Regions from separate parts of the Mus musculus genome. Here region 1 is linked to region 2. A link is a contact called in public Hi-C data. All regions are on one chromosome and are shown on one strand. The core of a region is the stretch at or near the end of the contact, and the rest is flanking DNA. Distances in the headings are between cores, read along the strand shown.

What was found. Hi-C and Micro-C count contacts between places; a contact is called where the count stands out from the background.
Region 1: a Hi-C map of liver shows a contact between it and region 2, with 1.9 times the contacts expected there. The contact joins the enhancer-like site here to the promoter of Avl9 in region 2. A contact is called at or near these places in 22 of 39 promoter capture datasets (the 3T3-L1 cell line, 3T3-L1-derived adipocytes, the C10 cell line and 16 more), 43 of 484 Hi-C or Micro-C datasets (the AML12 cell line, B cells, the C10 cell line and 33 more), 9 of 115 datasets of contacts at active chromatin or transcription factors (CD8 T cells, bone marrow-derived dendritic cells, bone marrow-derived macrophages and 5 more) and 4 of 9 other capture datasets (adipose tissue, liver, macrophages and 1 more).

The regions. Positions count from the first base shown.
Region 1 is chr6:56,906,150-56,910,961 of GRCm38.p6, reverse strand. The region is part of intron 1 of Nt5c3 (5'-nucleotidase, cytosolic III); the gene reads left to right. Among named protein-coding and RNA genes, the nearest start is that of Nt5c3, 15 kb to the left of the region's middle. Within about 2 kb of position 1,846, at least 24 of the 459 cell types and tissues checked have an H3K27ac peak or open chromatin away from gene starts, as enhancers often do. A contact at or near this core is called in B cells, the G1E-ER4 cell line, hematopoietic stem and progenitor cells and 3 more, where this site is marked.
Region 2 is chr6:56,711,731-56,716,900 of GRCm38.p6, reverse strand. Avl9 (AVL9 cell migration associated) reads right to left here and starts at 1,996. Exons shown (of 16, transcript NM_030235.1): 1 at 1,687-1,996. The coding sequence starts at 1,779.

The sequences.
Region 1 (4,812 bases), core at 597-3,096, 190 kb before region 2:
GAAATATTTCCTATATAGTTTTGTGCAAAATCCTTTTCTTATTTACCTTTTCTTGCTTTAAAAGTAGTTTAAGCATAAAAATCATTTAGAGATAATTAGAATACATAAAAGAACTTTTATTTTAAATTTTGGTTGTGCTGGGAATTGAATTCTGGTCCTGGCGTGTGCTAAGCAAGTAATCTACCATAGAACATTTGCCCCCATAATTATCTGATTTTTATCATTATTAATTATTTATTCGTTATTTTATTTTGAAAGAAGGTCTTGCTATACAGCCACATGACCTCAAATTTGTGATTCTCCTGTCTTAGTCTCCTGAGGGCTGTTCTTTATTTTTCAGACAGGTATTTGCAGTGTATCCCATACTATTCTAAAAATCACTGTATAGACAGGGCTGGCCTCAAACTTGCAGTCCTGGTAGACTGAGAATCATTTGGGGCCTTTAGAGCTGGTTAATCTGCTACTAAATTTGAATTGGGATATGGGTATTTCTTCTGTTATAGTTATTTTTCCTATCCAAAGAATTCTGCCCTTCAAGAGGAGACTTACTAGACATATTGTGCAAGCTTTCGGGTGAACAGGAAACTTTATTAAGATTAGGTTGGTGCCTCATGCGCATCCTAGTACTTAGGAGGCTGAAGCAGGATAATTTTTACAATTTCTAGACTACTCTGGGATATATAATGCATCAGCTACTGCATGAGATACTGCCTCAGTGCAAAAAGAAGAAGGGGGAAGGGAAGAAGAACAAGAACCAAAGCAATATAACCAAAACAGAAGGAAGGGTCACGATGACATAGGTGACAGAGAGCTAGATTGTGTATGGTTCATGACAGGGACCCTTCTTACCTGTGTACGGGTCAGGGAGCTGGGCTGTGGTTCATTGGTCACTTAGCAGTTTGTGATGCTTCTCAGAAAGGTGACTACTGGTCTTTCACAGCTGGCCTGGTCCAGTATGTTGAAGTCCATGGATGTAATGAGACAGCGAGGCAAGATATTTAAACCAGAACCAAGAGAGTGAGGCGGCCCTTTCATTTTTCTGTGTCCCCTAGTTCCAAACTACGTATAAAGCCTCTGGCTGATAGCGTCAGCATTTTCACCATGTATTTAAATGTAGTGTGAGTACCTTACCTGAGAGATTGTTTTCCTCCCATTAAAGTATCAGCCATGGCCTGGCCAGTAGCACTTGAGAGGCCAAGGCAAATGGAGCTTTGTGAGTTCCAGGCTAGCCAGGGTTATTTAGTGAGACTCTGTCTCTAAAATAAATACATTATTTAATTAAATAAGCAAACAAAAGTCATTAAATACAACAAACAAACTAAACACCTTGTATGGCTAGTCCTGGTTGTTAAGTTGACTATATCTGGGATGAACTACAATCTAGAATTGGAGGGCTCGCCTGTGATCCAGATCTTGAGGCTGGAAGACACCAGTTTCTGAGCTGGATTAGATCTTGGCATGGAGATCTTGCGGCATAGTGGCCATGAAAATTTAGACCCAGGCAAGGTAGTACACGCCTTTAATCTGTACCACACATTCTAATGGAAGCCTACATAAGGACATTGGAAGCAGGAAGAGTCACTCTTCTTTAACTGCTTGTACTTACTTGCCAGCACATCTGTTAGAACCTACTTACTTCTACAGAAGACCAGCTGAAACAACTCGCCTCAAGACTGAGCAACTACTAGATTCTTGGGTTAATTGGACTACAGACTGTAAATCATCACAATAAATTCCCTCAATATAGAGACATTCCATAAGTTCTGTGACTCTAGAGAAGCCTGACTAATACACACCCCCATCAGTCAGGAACGACTACGTGATGCAGCCTTCTGTCAGCAGGTGGCAGGCTTCTCCTGCTGCAGTAGGCTGCTTTCCAATGTTGCTGCACTAGTTGTGTTGCTGGATAGGTAGTTAAATTTTTTTTTTCTTGGTGTACATTCATTGTCTGAACGTTATGCTCTCTCTCTCTCTCTCTCTCTCTCTCTCTCTCTCTCTCTCTCTCTCTCTCTCTCTCCCTCTCCTCTTTAAGACAGTATTTTACTATGTAGCTTTAGCCTTGTACACTCAGAGATCTGCCTGTTCTTGCCTCCTGAGTTCTGGAGCTGAGTGTATGAGCTGCCATGCCTGGCAGACTATGTACTCTCATGTAAACCCTCAGAGTTACCTTAACATTAAGCTATAAATTTTAAACAAGTATGACAACACCCAGATGTGGCAGACTTGTTTGTCATCTTGTCATTTTGTTTTATATGCTGTTTGCCTTCTCTCCCTTCCTTTTTTTTTTTTTTAGTCTACTAGAGTACAAAAGATACAAAATCATCTTGCAGTTGATGAGGGGTTGCATAATCTGTTGGTAAGCTCCTTCTTGTAAGTAGGTGGAAGTAGATACCGCAGCCTGAAACATCCTCTGTACTCGTGGTAGTCTTCTCTACCTTGTCACATCACATTGTCTTATTCATATTTCTCCACATGCCCTTCTAATTGGGAATTTAGGTTAGAGACAGCATTAAGAACACCATAATCTAAGCAGCTGTGGCATGCCCTCCTGTAGTTTAAACTACAGGAGCCTAAGGTACAGGATTACTTGAGCCTATTGAGAAAACAATAAATGTCATTTTATTTTTGAAATACCACTCTTAAAGGTTTATTTATGTGCATCACTGTTACTTATACATATGAATATTTTGCCTGCATGTGTGTGCCTGATGCCTAGAGAGATCAGAGGAGGACACCAGATGCCCTGGAACTGGAGTTACAGATGGTTGTGAGCTGCCACGTGAGTGCTGGGAACAGAGCCCAAGTCCTCTGCGGCAGTAGCCAGTGAGGTTAACCACTGAGCCATTTCTCCAGCCCTCACATCACTACATTCTTATACGCAGCTTTCTCAGGAACAGCTATCAGCACACCAAGGTCAAGGTCTATCTTGTCAAACTGTTAGAATTCTAAAAGAACAACTGATTCACTTGGTGGATTCTTATAGAAGCAGATGGGAACCACTTGAGAACTCTTAAGCTTTGTCACATGCAGAAATGCAAAACTGAAATGTGCTGACAGTAGTTAGAAGAAGAAGAAGGAAAAGAAAGACTAGAATCAGATATGGTATAAGGCACACCATAATCCCAGCACTTGGGAAGCTAAAGAAAGAGGATGGTAAATTTGGGGCAGGCCAGGGCTATATAGTGAAACTGTGTCAGAAAGAGGGGTCTGCAGGTGAGCGGGACACACTACAGTGGGACTGGAGCTGGAAGCCCTACAAGTTGAAACCAAATCTCTGGTTTGGGGAATGGACTTGGGACCAAGTATACACTACATTATTTGCCTAACTTGTAAAATGTTCCACCTGGAATTATTAGCACAACTGTCTGTTAAGCTGACTCCAGCAGTCTGAAACTTTGATAATCACTGCATCCAGGTAATGCTAGTGACACTCACTACAGAAAAAGCGAAAGGAAGTCAAGTCACCTGCAAATCCCTGTCCTTCATCTCTGGTCACTTATTGATACTGATTTGCTTGTATTGGCTGTTACAGCATACAGTCTAGTTTGCTACTAGCGCATTTTAGATTTTAGGATCTATGAGTGCAATTAGTCAGGTTTCTTTTTCTATTTTGGTCTTGTGACAGTATCACTATGTAGCCCAAACTAGCCTGTAAATTCAAAGGTCCTTCTGTCTCAGTCTCCTGTTACAGGCTTGAATTGTCTTTGTGCTAGGAATCATCCCATGGCCTCCTGCATACAAACTAAAGCACATGGTTTTCCACTGAGCAGTCCTGTAGCCAATCAGTCATGCTTCTTGTGTATTGTTGCACTTGGGAGACCTGAAAATCTTGCTGTGTGCTGAACTGTCTCTCTCTCTCTCTCTGTTCTCTGTTTAAGTGTATCAGATAGAATGAACCAATAGGAAAACCTCACTTTACCACTTTGATTTAATGTGCCCTATACAAAATAGCAATCTATAGTAACAGTGTTTCTTTTGAGCAGAGAACAAACTGTATGTTCTGCAAAGTCCAAGATACAAAAACATCTTCATCTTGTTCTGTTCCAGGCACAGAGATCCCGCTACAATAGGATGGAAGTAACAGTTAGAGTCATGCAAATCTTGATATACCAGGACATGGCACATTTAGCATGAAGCATGGAAGACTTTTTAAATAAGAAAAAAGTTGTAGGCTGCTAAAGAATGTGTTTGAGTTTCTCAAAGGAAATTTGAAATCTCAAGCCACCTAGTTGAGGTTTGGGGAAAGGTTTTAATATCTGTTGGGGTGGAGCCCACAGGCCCTCCCCATAATCAGACCAACCAGCTTACCAAGTAGACTGGGCTGGCTGGTCACCAAGATCCAGGGATTACAAGCCTGTGTCACCGTACCCAGTTTTTTAAATGGGTGTTCTAGGGACTGAACTCGGGCCCTTGTATTTTTCAGGGCTGACCAAGTCCTAAGAAACTTTTTCGTGGCAAACTATGAAAAGTTCTGAATAGTTACTCAAGCATACAAGTAGATATCACTTTCTCCATTGATAAAGATAGCAGACATCTATTACAGTGTCAGAGTGGGAGAAAATAACCTGGCGGATATCCTGTCCCCCGTAGTTCTGTCCTTTGGCATTGCAATTCCTCATCTAGTGCCTGCCGTTAGGAGGGACGTGGGTGGTTTCAGCCAGGCCAGCCACAGTGCAGAGATGAAAGTCCACTCCACTGCTGAGGACCCGCCTCTGTGACTTTCAGCTTCTTTCTAGCCCTTCTCAGAAAACAATGAAAAATCTATTTAAAACAAAACTGGTTTTGTGTTGCTTGTTTTGTGGTTGGTTCTGA
Region 2 (5,170 bases), core at 747-3,246:
GGGGAAAAACTCAACTAGGACTTGTTTGCTTCACTGTAATTATACATTATCTGACAAAAGAAATTAAGAAGGGCAAATTAGGAAGCTTTGGATTTGCTGGTCTTAAGAGTAACCTAATACAGGCCTCCTGCTTCTGGCACAGAACTTAGTTTACAAAAGCAGACACTTGTACCTGCATGCTGAAACCAAAAGGCAAAGGCAAAAAAATGAGATAGCATGCAGGCTGCTCTTGTATCTTTGTTTTTAAACAGTCTCTGTTCTCTAATCTTTATGCAACACTATATACTGTTTCCCTTATTGAAAGCTATACTATTAATAAAACCAGTAAGAGAGGCAGAAACATAATAATCTTGACTTTCAAATGACAGCAAGAATCCGAAGACTACCCTATCTCCTATCAACTCTGATGTTTTCCAGTTTCCTTCCCAGAGCTCCCTCCATTCAGTGTAGTTCTGAATCAAGCTTCCACGATGACTATACTACCACACACAAGAACACCCATGGCACAGGATGCAAAGTTACAACTTCTGACTGACTCCGGGGCTGTTTTTCATAACAGTATAATCTCAGCAATCTTTTTTTTTTTTTAGTATGATTTTTGTCATTTTGTTACTTTACTCCTAGCTTATAAAGCAACTAGTTAGTTCAAAGGCTGTAATCAGGAAGTACTAAAAAAACTTCTTAATATCATACACAATAGTGTTACTCTCTCTTTAGTGTTATTCCATATCTTTCTGAGGATAAGCGAATATAACATCTTAAAATAATAGTCTATTTTTTTGAGGCAGGGTCTAAGTACCCTGTCTAATTTAAGATAATTCTCTTGCCCCAAGCCTCCCATTTGCTGGATGTATGCCATGTGCCACCACACCTAGATTGAAGGTAACAGTCGACACACACCTGTACACTGACACACACACTCGCAGCTATCACTTCTCCACTCCCTTCACTACTTTTGTTATCTTCTAACTAACTGAACTTCTGTAAATAAATCTAATGTTACATTCTCTGTGAAAGAAAAGAAACCAAGTGCTTCGTTTTCTGCTAGAAGCAATCCGTTTTTTTCAACACCTTAAGTATTCAATATATATATTCACTAGCACATTATGACATCATTGGCTTCCAGTGTTTGTTTAGGCTAAACAAACCTATTCTATTTTGCTCCTTTGCCTTCAACACAAAGCAAACGCTCGGTTCAGACGGTAGGGTGAAGAGTCATTTAAGAAGCTGGCTCCATTTGCACTATCTGTTTGACAAATTACATTTTTACTTACTGCAAGCGATTTGGAGGGCTAACCTAACCAAAAGAATAGCTCTGGGCCGGATCAAATCTGAAATGGCACAAAGAGAAGGGGGCGGGGCCGGTCGCTAACCCCAAACTACAGATTCCAAGGCTCGCAAGAGATAAACAAAGGAAGCCGAGCGGAGCTTACAAGTGCGTCAGTCTACTTGAGCATTCGTGTGGAAACCCACAGCTCGTAACGTGCCGGCGTCCAAACACCGAGTTTTCCTCAAGAGCTCCTTTATGGGTAGACACCCAGCAGGTTGGTGGAGACTGACAGGGAACACAAGGCTCGCCCGTCATTCTTCCGCTAAACCCGAACCCCCGCGGCTCGTCGCGCAGTCCCCGGAGGCACACCGCGAGGAAGGCCGCGGGGCGCCGAGAAGGCGCGGGCCGGTCCTCACCTGGCAGCCCTTCTTGTGGTGAAAGCCGACCACCACGATGTGCAGGACAGGCCCGCAGGGGGCGCCGTCACTCTCACGCCCAGACTTCTCCATGGACGCTCGCCGGAGGCCCCCGCCGCGACTCCAAACGCCGAGGCCCGGCCGCACGACCCAGAGCGGCAGCCTTCGGATGTCAGCCTGAGCGCCGCATACGCGCTGCGCCACGAGCTCCGGGGCCGCCGACCAGCTCCCTCACCTCCGCGGAGCCCCACCGGGCCTCCACCTCTCTGCTTCATCCGCTTCCGCAGCTTCCGGGCTGTCACCTGACGCTACAGCCGCCTCCGGCAGCGCGGGGCGGTACCCTGAGGCCCCTGTCCCGGCTGGGTCTGAGGCGGCATGGGCGGAGCCTGATCAGGGGGCGGGTCTAAAGGAAAAGGAGGCGGAGAGGGGAGGGGCTGTATAACAGGAGAGGCGGGGCCTGCTCGAGAGCTGGCCTGAAGGAAGAGGACCCCCAGCTGAAGGCGCGGCCTACACGACCGGTGGGGCGGGGCGGAGCTGGACGGGGCGGGGCAGGGCAAGGTAGGGCAGACAGACACAGACCCTGTGCAGTGGTGAAGTGGTGTGCACAGGGGGTTGATTTGGCTGACTCTTAAACCTGCTCCTTTCTCCCTACGATCTTTGTCAAATCACTTCCTTCTAAAATCTATTTTTCCTTCATGAAATATCGTTACTCCTCCTTTTTACCAGTTTTACTTATTTATAAACGTATTTCCTCTTCACTCTTTAAATCTTCCGTGGGATCTCTCAGTCTTGATTTTTAAATGTTTAGCAAGAAGACATATTCATGAGGTTTGGTATCTCATGTATTCAACGTTGAAGTTAAGTTTCTTGCTTACTCAAAATTTTTTTTACTTTCACTCTAGAATTTTTTTTTTTTTTTTTTTTTTTTTTTGGTTTTTTGAGACAGGGTTTCTCTTGTAGCCCTGGCTGTCCTGGAACTCACTCTGTAGACCAGGCTAGCCTCGAACTCAGAAATCCGCCTGCCTCTGCCTCCCGAGTGCTGGGATTAAAGGCGTGCGCCACCACGCCCGGCTAGATTTTTTTTTCATTTAATTTTTATACGTACAGTTTCTTTTATGCAAGTGTGTAATGCCACAACTTGAGGGGCTGAAGTAAGAGGTTTGCAAATTTCAAGCCAACTGTGGGTTACATAGTGTTAGAAATGTGCTCACAGGGCTGGAGAGATGGCTCAGCGGTTAAGAATACCGACTGCTCTTCCAGAGGTCCTGAGTTAAATTCCCACCAGCCAACCACATGGTATGTAATGGATCATCTGTAATGGGATCTGATGCTCTCTTCTGGTGTGTCTGAAGACAGCTACAGAGGACTCATATAAATAAAATAAATCGAGAGAGAGAGAGAAATGTGTTCACAAAGTAAAATGACCCCGTAAAGCTTTATAACTTTAAAATTAGTCGAGGCTTGGAAGTACACACCTTTAACCTAAGTACTCCAGAGGCAGGCAGATGTCTGAGTTTGAGGCCAGCCTAGCCTACAGAGCAAGTTCCAGGACAGCCAGGGCTACACAGAATCCCTGTCTCGAAAAATGACGACAACAACAAGGACAATAAATGATGATGATGATGATGATGATGATGATGATGATGATGATGATGATAAGGGTCATAGTCCAAAAAAACCGCAGGAACAAGCACACCTGTTCAGGATGGCCAGGTGGTGGTGGTAATGGTGGTTGTTGGCTTTTCCATTTTAGCTGAGGTCCTAACTCATGCTGATTTAGGATGTGGCTGGAAAAGATCAACCAGTACAGAATAGGCAGTGTTTAAACTGAGTACATCTGGATAAACTAATGAAGGACCTGAGACGGGGAGAGGAGATAAAGAAGGCATATGGTTATTAAAACTGTAAGAAAAGACAAACTTTTCACATTGGAGAGTGTGATGGCTATTCCTGGCTACATCTGGAATGAACTACAATCCAGAAATGATAGGCACATCTGTGATCGAGTTTTTGAGGCTGGAAGACATAGGCTTCTGACCTGGATCTTGACATGGGATGACATACACTTTTGATCCAGATCTTAAGGCATGGTGGCTATGAAAAGCTTAGGCCCAGGCAAGGTAGTACACACCTGAAAACCCAACAGATTGGGGCAAGCAGATCTCTGAGTTCAAGGCCAACCTGGGACAGAACAAGTTCCAAATCCGGGTGTGGTGGTACACACTTTAATCTGAGCTATACTTTCTGCTGGAGGCTTGCATAAGGACAATGGAAGAAGGAAGGCTTCCTTCTTCTCCACTTGCTTGCCCTTAAATGTCAACACATCTATTGGAACCTGCTTCTTCAGGATTCCAGCCTATATAGAAGACCTGAAACACCTAGCCTCTTTGGACTGAGAAACTACTAGATTATTGGACTTCCCATTCACAGCTGCACGTTGTTGGGTTAGTTGGACTGCAGACTGTAAGTTGGTCCAATAATTTCCCTTAGTTTATAGAGATATTCCATAAATTCTGTGACTCTAGAGAACCCTGGCTAATACAAAGTTTAAAGTCTAGGCAAATGGGATCCTTCTCAGACTTGCAAAAAATAGATACATAGATTATATACTAGAGTTTGGAAGCAATTTAAGCCTTGAATCAAATCTTCACCAACAAAAACTTAAATTGTACCTAGCAAATGTTTATTCCAGTGCTGTGATTAAAATATACTTATGTACAGTTTCAGTACATCTTCTGGAGTTTACTATAGTTGGCACAAAATAGGTTTGTTATTCCTAGAATTTTCAAATCCTTTACTGAATGTGCTACAGTTTCAAAAATTAAGTTGTTTAAGTGCTTCTAAAACTACTCAGCTACAGCTGGACATGGTGGCGCATGCCTTTAATCCCAGCACTCAAGAGGCAGAGGCAGGCAGATTTCTGAGTTCAAGGCCAGCCTGGTCTACAAAGTGAGTTCCAGGACAGCCAGGGCTATACAGAGAAACCCTGTCTTGAAAAACAAACAAACAAACAAAAAACTACTCAGCTACTACTCAGTAACATACTCTAACATACCTTTTTTATATAACAGAATTCTAGGCAGTTGTCATGGCTTCATGAAAAGTATACAATTTCCAGTATGCACAGTACTTTTAACACTTTTTCACTTTACCCTTTTATGTTAACTATTTGATTTTTACTATTTTCTTGATGTAACCTGTGTTAATATTTTCCACAGTTGGCATAGCTAAGATTAGTCTGACTTCACACATTTGTTTGAAATGTGTGGCTAGATCTCTGTCTCCTGTTAGCATCGGTATTTAATTCACTGTCCAGGAGACATAGCTCTGCCTTTAGAGGTATATGTCGCTTTGCATCCTAGAACTATGAGGTGAGACTAGATTATCTCTAACTATTATATCTAAATGCTTTAAAAAATGTATCATTTAAAGTCATGCTGTATTTAATTTCTATCAGGCACGAAGTGACCTAAGGGAGAAAGGA